Regions from separate parts of the Sus scrofa genome. Here region 1 is linked to region 2. The links are chromatin contacts, called in public Hi-C maps. All regions are on one chromosome and are shown on one strand. The core of a region is the stretch at or near the end of the contact, and the rest is flanking DNA. Distances in the headings are between cores, read along the strand shown. Region 1 holds the start of UBA1 (ubiquitin-like modifier-activating enzyme 1). Region 2 holds the start of RBM10 (RNA-binding protein 10).

Region 1 (4,920 bases), core at 1,166-3,665, 37 kb after region 2:
CTGTTCACTCAACTGACACATTCCAGACCTTGGATGTCTAACAGGCATCAAAAATGTAACACATCCGGAATTTCCCGCTGTGGCGCAACGGAGATCTGCGGCTTCTCTGAAGCACCATGACGCAGGTTCCATCCCCTGCCCGGCACAGTGGGTTAAAGGGATCCCGTGCTGCCACAGGTGAGGCTTAGCTCGCAACTGCAGCTCCAATCTGATCCCTGGCCTGGGAACTCTGTATGCCTAAGGGTGGCCAAAAAGAAAAAAATATATAACACATCAGAAAACGATCTCTTGATTTTGCCCCCCTCTTGCTCCTAGTGGAGTATTTCCCATGTTAGTTAATGACAACTCCATCCTGCTGCAGCTCAGGTTAAAAAACTGCAGGTCAGCCAGGACTCCTATTTTTTGTGCCCCATAACTGATGTCACAGCCAATCCTGGTGTCTTGACTTTCAACAACCAGTTCAGGAGTTCCCATCGTGGCGCAGTGGAAACAAATCCGACTAGGAACCATGAGGTTTCGGGTTTGATCCCTGGCTTCGATCAGTGGGTCAAGGATCCAGCATCGCTGTGAGCTGTGGTATAGGTCGCAGACGCGGCTTGGATCCTGCATTGCTGTGGCTGTGGTGTAGGCTGGCAGCTGTAGCTCCGATTAGACCCCTAACCTGGGAACCTCCACAGGCCATGGGTGTGGCCCTAAGAAGCAAAAAAAAAAAAAAAAGACAAAAACCAATTCAAAATCAAACCTCAGCCCCCCACCAACACCACTTCCTCTTTTATCACCTTGGTCTGACCCTCTCTCATCACTTCCTGGACCCTGTCCACTGGCTTTTCTGCTTCCACTTTCCCCCCTACAGTTTGTTCTCTCTCCACACAGAGCAGCCAGATTATTTATTCTAAAATATAATGCATATAATGTGATTCCCCTACTTAAAATCTTTGTATGGTGCCCCATAGTTCTTAGAATTGAAAACCAAACATCTGGAGTTCCCTTCGTGGCTCGGTGGTTAACGAACCCCACTAGCATCCATGAGGACTCGAGTTCGATCCCTGGCCTCCATCAGTGGGTTAAGGATCCGGCGCTGCCGTGAGCTGTGGGGTAGATCGCAGACACGGCTTGGATCCCTCGTTGCTGTGGCTGTGGCTGTGATGTAGGCCGGCCACTGTGGCTCTGATTAGACCCCTAGCCTGGGAACTTCCATATGCCGTGGGTGCGGCCCTAAAAAGCAAAAAAAAAAAAAAAAAAAAACGAAAAGTTCTGATGAAAGACTGTTCTTGACTGTTGCAAGGGCAGTGATATCCTTGCTATGTTCTTTGCTTTGCTCCTGGTGGCATGCCCCTAGTAGCCACTCAATAAACCTTTTTCAAATGAACAAATGTGGAGGATTTGAGGACAGGATACGTGATACAGAATTTGGGATAAGGTGATAAAGGCATTTTGTGTTAAACATCTTTGCTCAAACATCTTCCCAAGGAGGCCTTCCTTGACCCCGCTATTTAAAAATGTTACCTGTCCCCACTTTGTTCTATTTTTTCCAGTAACATTTAGCAGTTATCACATATATATTGTATTTATATATGTATTTAATTGTATATTCACATGTGAACATAGACTATACACAATGTATTTAATATGACATTTATTGATTTATTTTGTGTCTTTTGGGGGCCACACCCACGGTATATGGAAGTTCCCAGGCTAGCGGTCGAATGAGAGCTGTAAGCCACCAGCGTAGCCACAGCCACAGCCACACGGGATCCGAGCCGTCGCCAAGGCCGGATCCTTAGCCCACTAAGTGAGGCCAAGGGTGGAACCGGTATCCTCATGGATACTAGCCTGGTTGAGTACTGCTGAGCCACAACCGGAACTCCTATAAGACATTTACAGATGTAAATTATTTACCTATTGACACTATCATGTTATGTAAACTATGTAAACTTTATATGTCCACTTTATTTTATATAATTTACATTATAGTCACATGTTTTTAATATAATTGTAATTTATTTATTACATTTACGGTTTGTATCTCTCGCTAGTGTGTCAGCTCCGTGAGGGCAAGGAAGAATCCCTAGCACCTGGCCCACAGCTTGAGCTTCATAAATGTCAAATGAAAGAACTCCTTGGGCTACCCGAGCCTCAGTTTTCCCATCTGTAGAATGGGTGTGCCTTTCCCTGTGTTCTGATCCCCTTTCCTATGTCCTCTGCAGAGCACAGGTCCGGCAATTCCACAGCCCTAGTTTACATTTTCCCAGGGGCGCGGATGCTCACCACGTGCACCGGCCACCGGCCCGACCCGGACTACCATCCCCAGCATGCCTAGCGCGTTCGGAAAGTACCACAACCCTCAGGGGTGTCTGGGTCTGACATGGGCGCCGACGGCGCAGAAGCAGGGGCAGCCTCCCCTCTGGCTAAGTATCTGTGGTACGTTCCAAACCGGGGGCCCTCCAAGGCCCCGCGCTTCCGAGCTCCGCGCAAACTCTGGCTCTTCTTGAACGGCGGAGGTGGTTTGCTCTTCCGTTGCCCCGTGGCTTCGGCTCCTCTCCAGCAGGAAGGCGAGGCTTCCGCCCGGCGCAGGGGGTGAGCTGGAGCACGGTACCCCCAGCCTCCTGGACAGCAGTAGTTAAGGGAGGGGGCTCAATTTCGGGGATCCCCGAATGGGCATATTTGGGGGCTCTGGGCCCGGGGTGGCATTTAGAGGTGGCTTTTTTGAGGGAACCTTTAGCAAGGGGCGTTTAGGGACTCCAGGGTGGGATTGGGGAGTTTGTTTTAAGGAGCTTCCCTTGGAAGCCGGGTTTATATATCCCTCGGAGGCAGGCTTTATATATCCCTTGGAGACAGGGTTTGGGGGATGTTTGGGGAGACCTTTAGGGTCCGTGTATGAGTGCTCTGTCTACGGGGCAGGATTTGGTGTGCTTCGCAAGGGTGGAGGCAAAGTTTGAGGTTCCTGAACTCAAGGCGGAATTTGGGGAGGGCTCGTTTCAGGAAAGGTCCTGATGACAGGGGGAACGTTCGGGACCGACGTGGCATGTGGAGTTATCCGTGGCCTTTGTGACCTCTAGTTCTATTATGATGTCTCACCGCGTTTGGGTATTAGGGGCGGGGAGACTGGGCAAGTTGGGGCCCTCGCTTTTTTTTTAGGAAGAGGAGCCCCTCGCTCAGGCTGTGGAAGAGACGCCGGTAGGCTCTCCCCGAGGGGTCAGGGTGCCACCGGGCCTTGGTGGGCCGTGGCTTTTTTCCTCATTCATGAGGAGGTGGGCTGTCGAGGAAGCCCGTTTTTGCCCCTTTCACACCTGGTCCGATGGAAGTATCAGCTTGTGAATTTTTCACGAAGGGGAGGATCGGTGTGCTGTAGGGGCGTTCTGCAGCCTGCCCGGCAAGTTAGATCTCATTGATTAAGCGTAAAGGTGAGTAGGGCCCGGAGTTTTCTGTGGCTTTTCCAGGGGCGTAGCTTTTACGGCTTCATCTGCATGATCCGCTGTTAGCTTTCCCTTAGAGGTTTCAGGACTGAAGTTTTGCATCTTGCGTCCGGGACGAGGCCTCCCGCATTGTTCATTCCTTATTGCCCAGTAACCCCAGAATTATCAACAAAGGCTGTAGATGCCAATCTCATTGATCCACGCCAGCTGGTGTGATCTTTGGCAAGTTGTTCTGTGAGCCTGAAAAAAATGAGTCTGAGCATAATGATGATCAGATTAGTTTACACTCATTCGGCATTTTATTAGCCCATTTAATCCCCACAACAATCCCAGGAGGTAGGTTATTATCATCCCGTTTTATAGATGAGGAAACTGGGACACCAGGAGGCCAAGTAGTTTGCCTGCGGTTACTCCCCGTCTGTGAGTGGCTGGGCCAGGATTCTAAATCCAGTTAGTCTAGTTCCAGAGTTTGTAGTCTTAATCAAATGTCCGAATGTCTCTCTCCCACCCATCCAATTTAATGGTGCTACTACTGTGGATGGTCATATAGCACCCTGTGCCAGACACTGTTCTGAGCCCTTTCTACATATGTATTCATTTAAACTCCGTCGCAAGGTAGGTGACTGCTGCTCTCATTTTATGAGCAGGGAAACAGTGGCCCAGAGAAATGAGGTGTCTGGCCCTAAGTCCCACAGCTAGGCATCAGTGGGTGGAAATGATTTTTGTGAGGGTTTAAGAACTCTCTAAGGAGGTCGCTTTTGAACTGAGACCTGAAGGACAAGAAGGAACTGATTTCCTGCTCTGCATTCCTGAGTCCAGTGGCACAGTGCATGGAAGGGACGCATCACAGGAACCCTCACATAGAAGGCCATCAGTTAATGTGATCTATTATTACTATTGGATGGAAATGTATAGCGCGCTTATTGTGTGCTGGGGCTTTGGTATACAGTTGTATCTCTGGTGACCAGGTAGTCTATCCTAGCTATTTAAGTATCTAATGCTTAAAAAATTTGGCAGTACCCTGTACCAGCACTGTTCTGAGCTCATTCCATTGTTCATATTCTCTGGTTTCCATTGGAACACATTTTGCCTTTATAAGGTAGTTGGGTTCTGGAGTTCCTGTCGCGGCTCAGTGGTTAACGAATCTGACTAGGAACCATGAGGTGTGGGTTCAATCCCTGGCCTTGCTCAGTGGGTTAAGGATCCGGCGTTGCCAAGCGAGATGTGGTGTAGGTTGCAGACATGGCTCGGATCTCACATTGCTGTGTGCAGGCTGGCAGCTACAGCTCCGATTAGACCCCTAGCCTGGGAACCTCCATATGCCACAGGAGCAGCCCTAGAAAAGGCAAAAAAAAGACAATAAATAAATAAATAAATAAATAAGGTAGTTGGGTTCTATAACTCTCCCCATCTTACAGTTGTAGAAACTGAGGCACCTGCCAGAGGCATGTAGTAAATCTGGGTTTGGTTGGACCAAGGCAGCCTTGGTTCACGTGCAGTTAGT
Region 2 (4,384 bases), core at 847-3,346:
GGCGGGCCCACTCCTGCATCCTGGAGGCAGCAGCGTGGGGGTAGACTTGAGGGAGCCTCCATGGACACCAATCCCCATCTTAGCTCCCATTGCTGCACAGGGACAGGATTCCTGACAGTCTCTTTAAAGCTCCACCCCTGCCTCTGCCCCCACCCACCCCACTCTCTTGGACACCCCATGCACCTGTAGTCAGGCAGATAAGCCACAAAGGTGCTGCCAAGGACCAAGACGATGGAGAAGCCAAAGAAGAAGACGACCCGCATGTTCCAGAGGTCCACAATGGGGTCCTTGTCATAACCGTGGGAATCTGGGTTCTGAGGCAAAGAGAAGAAGAGGTCAATGAAGGCTTCCTGCCACTCCACAAAGCAGTATAACCCGATCTCCAATTTCACCTTGGACCAAGCTCCTCCCTCCCTTCCTAAATTCCTCTCTATTCTTAGGATTTGTCAAGCTCCTTCCCACCACAGGGCCTTTGCACTTGCTCTTTCCTCTGCTGGGAAAGCTTTTCCCGCCGACCTAGCTGTGGCTGGATCTGCCTCCTCAATCAAGGTTTTGGCTTCATCATCGCTCCCCTCAGGAGGCATTTCCTAGTCACCTTGTCTATTAAGTTGAGCTAGAGCAAACTGACATTTTTAACAGGTCAAAAATTATTGAATATTGGCAATTTCCTATGGCTCAAACTAATAAAATAACTCCCTACCCCAAGTCACTATCCATTCACTTATCTTGCTTAACAGTCTTTCTAGCATTTACTTGTTTGCCAAAGCAGTATAGCCCCCAAATCCTCTGATCACATTATCTTATATTATTGATTGCATACTTTATATCACTGGGTTTTTTTTCTTTTTTATCTTTTTGCCTTTTCTAGGGCCGCTCCCACGGCATGTGGAGGCTCCCAGGCTAGGGGTCCAATCAGAGCTGTAGCTGCTGGTCTACACCACAGCCACAGCAACTTGGGATCCGAGCCACGTCTTCGACCTACACCACAGCCCACAGCAACACCGGATCCTTAACCCACTGAGTAAGGCCAAGGATCGAACCTGCACCCTCATGGTTCCTAGTCGGATTCGTTAACCACTGAGCCACGACAGGAATTCCTCTATATCACTGTTTTCTAATATTCTATACATTTATTTTCCCTGTTCTCTGCTATCATGTATGCTCTGTGAAAGCAAGGGCTTTATCTAACTCCCATGTGGCTGAATCCCTAGCACCCTGAACTTAGCCTGGCACACAGCAGGCCTTCAATACATATTTACAGAATTAATATATAAATGAATAAGCATCCTACAGAGCCAAGCTCCTCAACCAAAGGTTAGTATTGATGAAGCATCTATCACGTGCCAGGCCTTTTCACAAGCACAAACTGCACAATATCCTGGTAAGGTGGAAAGTGGCAAGAATAATTAACAGCTTCTAATGGTGAGTACTTAATAAGTGCCAATTGCTGTTCTGAGCACTCTGACTCATTTAATTACACGAGGCAGGTGTAATATTTTATTTTTTAGAAAGTGTCCTAATACTTTCCCCATCTTTCAAAGAAACTGAAGCACCAAGGGGTTAAGCTACTCGCCCAAGGTCACATATGTAAGTAACTATCAGGGCCTGTATTCCAACTCAGGCATTCTGATTTCAGTCTCTGCTAACAGGATAGCACAGCAGACCTGATTCTGCCACACATTCAGTTAAGTGAGCTTGGAGGAGTCACTTAACACCTTCATGCTTCAGTTTCCTCATCTGCAGAATGGGTATATTAATAGTACCTACCTCGAAATAGGGCTGTTTTGAGGATTAAATAAGTTAATATTATAAAGTGTTTCGAACACCTGAGCAAGGACCGTATCAGTGTTTAATATTATTGCTGTTATGGTATACTGCTCATTTCAGGTTTGATATCTGTCTGGAAAATAAGGTCAGTCTCGCCTCTGGCCCTGAACCGAAGGTTATCAGGGGACAAAGGAGGAAAAGGAGCTAGAAAGAACTCCCAAATCTTTGAGGATTTTGCCAGCTGCGCAATCCTCAGCCGACTAAGTACGTCCTCTACGGCGCCCCGTCCGCAGGTCCCCGATTGACCCTTGCGGCGTCCCGTTTCCCCTCCCTCTCACCTTCTCATAGAGGTTTTCGTCCTCCGGATCTGGGTCCTCCTGCAAGCGTATAGTCGGTTCCGGCGGCCGCTTTCCCACCAGAGCGGACGGGGCGATCACAGCCCTGGAGGAGCCGGACTCCCAGCGAACACGGGCAGCCGGGAGCCCTCGCGTCGCCGCTGCTGCTAAAAGGCGGCGAGCGCACAAACCTAACACCCCGGCCGCCATGACAGCTCGTTCTGCAGGCTCGCGGGGGCGGGGACGGAAATGTGACTCTGCGCAGCTGCAGTTGGGCCTGAGCGCGAGAATTGTCGCTCCGCCCCCGCCGCACTAAATAGGTCCCGAGTTGGGATTTTGTTTTCAAACGTCCTCTTTCCCTCCCTCTGTCATGGCCTCACGGGAGCAACCAGCTTCCTATCTTCTCGGTCAGGCTGTGGAATTTCTGGCCGAAAAGGCTGCTTATTTTCTTGACGAGAAGAAAACGGTGACACTTGGGTGGATGCAGTCCCCAACCAATCTCGAGGAGAGTTCCCGTGCCCTTTGGCGAGAGGGGCGGAGCTTCCGCTGGTCTTTCATCTTCCTAGGAAGCCGAGCTTCTAAAAAGCGGGCCTCGCCGGATTGGCCAATAGCTACTCTTTTTCTCGACTTGCGGGCGTTCGCACGGGGAGCGGGGTGGTGGCATGCGCTTGCCAATCAGAGCAGGCCAGGGCTGGCCCACGAAGGACGGCGACCAATAGACGGGGCCGGCCAGAGCGCGCTCCCTTAGTAGGTGGATGGTGGTCGAAGCGCCGGCTCCCTTCTCGTCGTCGCCATTTTGTGCTGGTGATCGCGGCCGGCTGGGAGTAGGCGGCAGTGAGTTGCCCGGGGAGGGCAGCGCGCCTGGGCGCTCCTTCCCTCCCCAGTCCTCCGCCCTTCCGCATTCAGCCTCGGACTGGGTCGTTGCGCGGACCGGCTCCGGCTGAGCTGGGAGAGTTGGAGGAGGTGGCGGCGGGCCGAGGTGATGTCCGGGAGCCCTCCCTTGACAGCCCGGGCCGAGAAGGTGAGCGTCGACGCTGGTCGTGGGGGCGGAGGTAAGGGACCGGGGGCGGGGGTGGGGGGGGGAACGCGTAGAGGAGGCGCGAGGGCGAACTGCGGGCGGCAGGTTTGGGTTTTCGTGCAGAACCCCCGATGCTCACACGGTCTGTGCTCGGGAGGGGGTGTCTTTTTTTGTTGTTGTTTTTTGTTTTTCTCCTTTTGAGAGCAGAGGCGCGTGCGCGATTGGGACACAGGATGGGTGCACGCGGGTTGGGGGAAGGGAGGGACGGATGGGAGTGGGTTACTGTGGCTTAGTGTGTCTGCGACGCCGAACTTTATCCGTGGGAGGCGAGTGTCTGCGACTTTGGTTTTTATCTATAGGAAGTGTGCTGTCTGCTCTCCTGTGTGACTTTGGTACTTACCTATCCACGGGGAAGTGTTTGGTGGCTCTGGTCCTTATTCTTGAGTGGGGGAGGAGGGAGAACGTATGACTGGGGTCTCTATCCTCGGATCGTGTGTCCGTAACCCTGGTCCTTATCCATGGGGAGGGGTCCTTATCCCAGAAAGTCTTCTTACAACTGGCCCTAATCCACTTACTGGGTGGGAGGAAGTGCAAGGAACGTGTGTAAGACTTAGTGTCCCTTCTTTGCGGGGGTGGGGGGTGGGGGAAGAGGGTGTTTCGTATCTGTTACTCTGACGCTCATCCTGTGAAAGGGGGCCTCAGTGGATGATTATGGCTTGTATTTACCCTGGATTCCTGTCTGTGATTTTGGCCCCTAGTTATTCGGGGCTTGACTCTGTTGAGTTTGTTCCCTATCTGTTGTGGATACCAGTGTATAACCCTGGCTCCTTTGCCAGATCTAAAGGGTTTTGTGTCCGGCTCTCATCCACTGGAGCCCCTGGTCGTGATTCTAACTCTTAGCCATCCGGGAGCGGGTAGCGCTGGTTCTCTGTGGCTTGAGGAGGAAGAGAAAATCGGTGTGAGTGTATCCGCGGAGGAAAGGTGTAGTGGCAACCTAGTTTGGGGCAGGTGCTGTTACCACCTGGCTTTGCCTGAGTCTTGTTCAGAGGGTGGGGCCTAAAGATTCCGGGATACTTTGTGGTGACCCCTGGCCTGGTCTCAAGGCTCTCAGGCCTTCCTTAGTTCTCACCGGAGCCTGAGGGTTGGGTAAAGTGACTGCCCATACGTCCCGGAGGAATAACACATCGGTTCAGAACAGGCTCCGAAAGGACTCGTTTTGCTTCTGAACAACTCGGGTCCAGAGCTCTGGGGAGGGAGCCCCCTT

Evidence for each region. Hi-C and Micro-C count contacts between places; a contact is called where the count stands out from the background.
Region 1: a Hi-C map of embryonic fibroblasts shows a contact between it and region 2, with 1.9 times the contacts expected there. The contact joins the promoter of UBA1 here to the promoter of RBM10 in region 2. A contact is called at or near these places in 1 of 5 promoter capture datasets (liver), 5 of 47 Hi-C or Micro-C datasets (alveolar macrophages, embryonic fibroblasts, heart right ventricle and 2 more) and 2 of 2 datasets of contacts at active chromatin or transcription factors (alveolar macrophages and skeletal muscle).

Annotation. Positions count from the first base shown.
Region 1 is chrX:41,808,311-41,813,230 of Sscrofa11.1, forward strand. It overlaps UBA1 (ubiquitin-like modifier-activating enzyme 1), which reads left to right and starts at 2,416. Exons shown (of 26, transcript XM_021080354.1): 1 at 2,416-2,577.
Region 2 is chrX:41,771,136-41,775,519 of Sscrofa11.1, forward strand. RBM10 (RNA-binding protein 10) reads left to right here and starts at 2,097. Exons shown (of 24, transcript XM_021080368.1): 1 at 2,097-3,123. It overlaps NDUFB11 (NADH dehydrogenase [ubiquinone] 1 beta subcomplex subunit 11, mitochondrial), which reads right to left and starts at 2,744. Exons shown (of 3, transcript XM_003135056.4): 1 at 2,106-2,744; 2 at 184-314; 3 at 1-20. The coding sequence starts at 2,312.